Regions from separate parts of the Drosophila melanogaster genome. Here region 2 is linked to region 1. A link is a contact called in public HiChIP or PLAC-seq data. All regions are on one chromosome and are shown on one strand. Each heading gives the region's core, a stretch centred on a gene start, on an enhancer-like site or on the middle of the called end of the contact. The rest is flanking DNA. Distances are from core to core; before and after follow the strand shown. Region 1 overlaps Drak (Death-associated protein kinase related). Region 2 holds the start of CG1572.

What was found. HiChIP or PLAC-seq counts read pairs in DNA pulled down with a chosen protein or histone mark.
Region 2: a contact with region 1 is called in a POLR2A S2P HiChIP or PLAC-seq map of the Kc167 cell line, with 4 times the contacts expected there. The contact joins the promoter of CG1572 here to the enhancer-like site in region 1. A contact is called at or near these places in 54 of 107 Hi-C or Micro-C datasets (the D17-c3 cell line, the Kc167 cell line, the ML-DmBG3-c2 cell line and 18 more) and 3 of 6 datasets of contacts at active chromatin or transcription factors (the Kc167 cell line and the S2 cell line).

The regions. Positions count from the first base shown.
Region 1 is chrX:11,518,918-11,521,707 of dm6, reverse strand. All of the region lies in intron 1 of Drak (Death-associated protein kinase related), which reads right to left. Among named protein-coding and RNA genes, the nearest start is that of mir-2492, 27 kb to the left of the region's middle. Within about 2 kb of position 1,272, at least 23 of the 39 cell types and tissues checked have an H3K27ac peak or open chromatin away from gene starts, as enhancers often do. A contact at or near this core is called in the Kc167 cell line, the OSC cell line, the S2 cell line and 10 more, where this site is marked.
Region 2 is chrX:11,557,301-11,560,000 of dm6, reverse strand. It overlaps CG1572, which reads left to right and starts at 1,364. Exons shown (of 4, transcript NM_001298197.1): 1 at 1,364-1,513.

The DNA of each region.
Region 1 (2,790 bases), core at 23-2,522:
TTTAATATTTTAATAGGCATATTTTCCAAATATGGTTTTACTTTAAATTAGGGTATATTTTTGTCCATAAATTGTACTTGTTCCCCCCATTTTTTATGGCGTGAGGAAAAGGGGTCGAGTGATAAGATGGAAGGCCTATGGGTGCTATAGTTGTATATCTCTACCCAGTTTTCCTCTGTCGCGTTCTCTTTTTATCAATTTTTTTTTTATTATTACATTTTTCTTCTTCTTGTGGGTGTCTGTTTGTTGCACTGTATTTGTTGTGGTTGTTGTTATTCTAGTTGTTTTTTGTTGTTGTTGTTCTTGCTGCCGTTTTAATTTGCATTTAGCAACGACAGCGGTCCGCTCGTTATGGCATCGGCAAAAGTTCAAAAGAGTTTCGTTTTTTTTGCTTTTGTTTTCATCAAGTTTTTTAGTTTCAATTTAAATAAATAGGAAAAAAAAATGTGCATGCACAAAAGAAAAAACTATCAGAATGAAAAGAAATCTGGCGGCAATTGCGAGTGAGTTGGAAAATCCCGCAACGAAAACCATTTGAGCATAGAAATATATGTGTATATATGGACAACTGCACGATTTCTGCCGCATTTCGTTGGTGTTTTATTAGTATTTTTTTGTTTGTATTTGTAAACTTGAGCACAGCAGGAGCCACACCCCCGCCACGTGTGTCGACTGGCTTGGTTTGGATCATTACACACACACAAACGCACACACATCCCGGCGAGCCATCAAGCAGTTGGCCAAATTGACGACCGACCACCCGCAACAAAAATATGAGAAGAAAAGACAACGAAATTAGCGACCGAAAACGCACGGGAAACGCGGCCAAAACGCAGCGGGCGGTGGCTGCAAAGATACATAAATAAACTTAAAAAAAAAAACAAGTACAGTGCGTACCTTGGAGTAATCAACTTGGATTGTATTTAAAAGAAAATAATGCAAGAAGTAGAAGTATAAGTAGATTAATTAGTATTAATCAATTAATCAGTAGATTTATTCATATTCAGAAAAGCAAAATAAATGGGTTACAATGGAACAGTATATGTAAAACTCTGAAATAAAGATCCAAATACTTAGTACTTGGCTTTACTTAATGATTTGCATTTATTAAATTAGATTTTTTTAGGAGCACGAAGTCGGCGAAAACCTTCAGATCCGATCATATCGATATGGATATGGATATGGAAATGGGATCGTTGGCACTGGTTGTGCAATCGGCTGGCTTTCTAGCGGAGATGCAAACCACTTAAGGTCATCGCAGCAACAGCTTCCGCAAGTGTGTGTGCGTGTGTGTGTGTGTGTGTGGGTGCATTGGACAGGGCCAGGCAGAAAGAGCGAGTGAGAGAGAGATAGAGTGGCAAAAAGATAATTAATGGCACCACTTCGGTGCAATTATTGCATAAATATATTGTTAAGACAATAAATATTGGCTGCACATTAGTCGCTTGTTTTTTGTTATTGCTCTCGCCAGTTGTTGTTGTTGCTATTTGCTGGAATTACTGTGGCATTTTTGTTGCTATTGTTGCTATTGGCGGCAATTTAACAAAGGCCGGCAAAACGTTTCGCTTGTTTAGACGCCTCAACATCGCCCCCAATACAGCGAGGAAAAATGAAAATAGAAAAAAAAAAAGTACCCAAGTACTTAACCGACTGTAAACGGTAAAGCTAATGTCGTAATAAAATCATAGAAATGAAAAGAAATACAACAAGCAGAAGCAGAATAAAACGAGCACTTAAAAAATGCTCAAACAAAAACAAAAAATAAAACAGTGGCGGAAAAATGGTTTTTTGCACGCGTCGAAAAAAAAAAAGAAATAGAACTTCATAAAACATTTGTTCTATTATTATAGAGGCTCCTGGGCAAGCTGCTCGTTAACTTGGCTAATGAATGACTTTCGGCCAGAACCTCAAAACGAACAAGTAACTGTAATTAACTGCCAATTGATTTGGTTTTGTGGTGAGATGATTCACAAAACAAGTTGTTAGATAAATGATTCACTTGGGTCTTTCCCTTTCTCTTCTTGCTTAACATATTTCATTGTATCTTAATTTGTTATTAATTCTTTTCAAATTTAAAATATTAAATGGGCACTTTGAATTATAGAATTAATTCCTAATGCATTATAATATGCATATTCTACCATTTTTTTTTGTGTATAATTATCTATTGTCTACAACAGTTAAGTTGTTTTTTGATTAAATGATTAGATTAATAAAGAACTTCTTTCAATTATTTCTTGTATTATTGAAGTACGAAACATTATTGCTTAATTTGCTGTATATTTATTATGCATAAATTATTTAAGTTAATTTCTTTATTCAACGATTTTTGAATGCCAAACAAACTGGTCTGTTGTTGCCTCTTCATGGAATTGATTCATTCGTTTAACCATTGATTCATTCGCTCGCTAACACATAAATCATACGCCTCGTTGTCCCCATTTAGTATGCTGCTGGGTTTTCCTCAGCTCGGCGGCGCTTTTCCATTTCATAATTGGGTCAAAGTTGTCCCCAGACAAATTGTGGCTATCAATGCAAGGCACTAACCCCCCCCCCCACCATCCTCCTTTAATTCAGGGACTTTTATCCCCGGCCGCGTGTGAAAATTCAATTTCAGCGAAAAGTACATTGGATTTTCTCGTATTTTAGCCTTTGGGCCAAAGCAAATAATTGGGCATTCAGTTGGCCGAAGGAGTAGAAGTATACACCCATAGTCAATCGAATTTTTCGAAGTACAGTGAAAAATATAACTATGTAATGCATTCAAAACGCGATTGTTAAAAGTCAAGT
Region 2 (2,700 bases), core at 115-2,614, 38 kb before region 1:
GATACCCTGGATGAAAACGCATCCGGGTGGCATAGACCAGTCATTATTTCCAATGTTGTGGCCAAAAAACTAAATATTTTCTTCCTTTAAATCTGAAAACCGTCTTTTGGCCAAAAATACGATTTATGCAAAGGGTGTTTTTATCATAACTTGTCTAAAAATGGTCATAAACGCATAGGAATGACTGTTTTGTGCAGCTAATAACCCCTACTAACTATCCCTATCACTTTTTGATGGATTTTGAAAAATTAATTTTTGGGTCGATTTTTGCATATTCGGTATTCATCAAAATTTGCGAAAAATGGCAAAAAATTAAAAATCCAAATTTTAAACACAGTTTGATTAGAATTTTGAATACGAACTCAACGAGGTATGACAATCCATATTTGGATCATTATTTCCAATGTTGTGGCCAAAAAACTAAATATTTTCTTCCTTTAAATCTGGAAAACGTCTTTTGGCCAAAAATACGATATGTACAAAGGGTGTTTTCTTATAACTTATCTAAAAATGGTCATATAAGTACAAGAATGACTGTTTTGTGCAGCTAAAAACCACTACTAACTATCCCTATCACTTTTTGACGGATTTTGAAAAATTAATTTTTGGGTCGATTTTCGCATTTTCGGTAAGGGGTAACATCATCAAAATTTGCGAAAAATGGCAAAAAATTAAAAATCCAAATTTTAAACACAGTTTGATTAGAATTTTGAATACGAACTCAACGAGGTATGACAATCCATATTTGGATCATTATTTCCAATGTTGTGGCCAAAAAACTAAATATTTTCTTCCTTTAAATCTGGAAAACGACTTTCGGCCAAAAATACGATTTAAATAAAGCGTGTTTTTATCATAACTTGTCTAAAAATGGTCATAAAAGTGCAGGAATGACTGTTTTGTGCAGCTAATTACCACTACTAACTATCTCTATCACTTTTTGATGGATTTTGAAAAATTAATTTTTGGGTCGATTTTCGCATTTTTGGTAAGGGGTAACATCATCAAAATTTGCGAAAAATGGCATAAAATTAATATTCCAAATTTTAAACACAGTTTGAGTAGAATTTTGAATACGAACTCAACGAGGTATAACAATCCATATTTGGACCATTATTTCGCATTTTTTGGCCCAAAAAGCGACATATTTAAAAAATTGCAATGCATGTTTTGTACTACCAACCTAATTCGCTTGTGAAGTGTTCTAAGTGATGCAGGGTATCCCCCAAGTCGAGTCGCAGTAAATCGGCCTGGAAGGCTTCTGCTGGGTCTTGTTTTGTTTTCGTCTCGGCTGCGTCGACTGCGACGCTGAAAACTGTGGCAGAGGCAGCGGGCCAAACGCTTTTATTTTTCAGTTTCGGTTTCAGTTTCGTTTGCAACGTGCGCGCGAAAAGACGCAAAAGTCGAAAGAAAAGTGCGAGGAAAACCAGTTGGCTGAGTCCTACGCCGAATTTTGAGAAAAGTAAGAGTAAGATCCATACCGAAAACTTTAGATATACAGAGAGAGAAAGAGGTACATACCACCCATTTCTACCGCTGGGACTATATGTGTGTTTTATTGTTTTTTTTTTTTTTTTATATATTTTTTTTGTACATTTCGAAAAGCAAAAGGAATTGGAATTCTCGGTACTTGGCTGTGCATTAATATGTTGTTAATTTTTTTTCTCCTACAAGCATTAAACTGCATTATTATTGACGGCGATGATATCATTTCCAGAGTTGAAAATGCGAAACCGAATGTGAGTCGCGTTTGCAGTGGGGAAATATTCTTATCAGCAGAACATTTGATAGCTTGCCTTTTGGTACATATGTATATTGATTAGTTGTTGTCATTTGGGAAATTGACAAAAGCGGCGTCTTTGTTCATCTCTTCCGGTTCCAAAGAGGAATCTTAAAGGGCCCAAAACAACAACCTGTTGCTTGGGCCAAGTTGCTTGGCATGCGAATTAAACTATCGTACATCATAGGCATGATATCATACCGCTTTTCGGCGGAAATCCGCCATCTAATCAATATTCGGAATGTATTTTGTTTAATTCCGATAAAATGTCGCACATGGGTTCTTGTTATTTTGGTTTTTGCTTTGTTTTGTTTTCTTATTATTATTTTTTTTTTTGGTTTTCGGTTTTTGGTTTCGGTATTACGCTTCGGAATTTGGGCCGCACCCCTTCCATGCCACTGGGATATACATATGTATATATGTATGTGTATGTATGTGCCTCTACCACTTTTGTGAATTTCGATGAGCATCATTCACATTGTGTGTAAACTATTGCGTCACCGGTGGCGTCATCGTTTTTGAACTCGTCTAATGCGCCACCGATTTTGAGGAAGGTCTAAGTTCTGAAATCCAACCCCATTCCAATTGCCATCAATCTTGTATGAGCACATTTCCTAAAACAATATAATTCGTTGGTATTTTCTAAATTGATCTCTTCCTTGCTTAGTTAAAATATCAAGAATATAAAATTAGTTACGATTTTCAACTCCTCTGTATGGGTCTTACAAGGCTTTTATTTAACTCATGTTTGTTTTAAGCCAAATATAGCAAATATAGCTATAGCAGAGCAGTTAATTTGGAATTAATCTCACTATCCTTCCGTTTGTTATTTGTTTTAAGCTAAACTGGTTTTATTTGTTTGCCTACAATGTTATTCGGCTTGATTACCAATCGTCAAATCTGAAGTCAGAACTTATAGT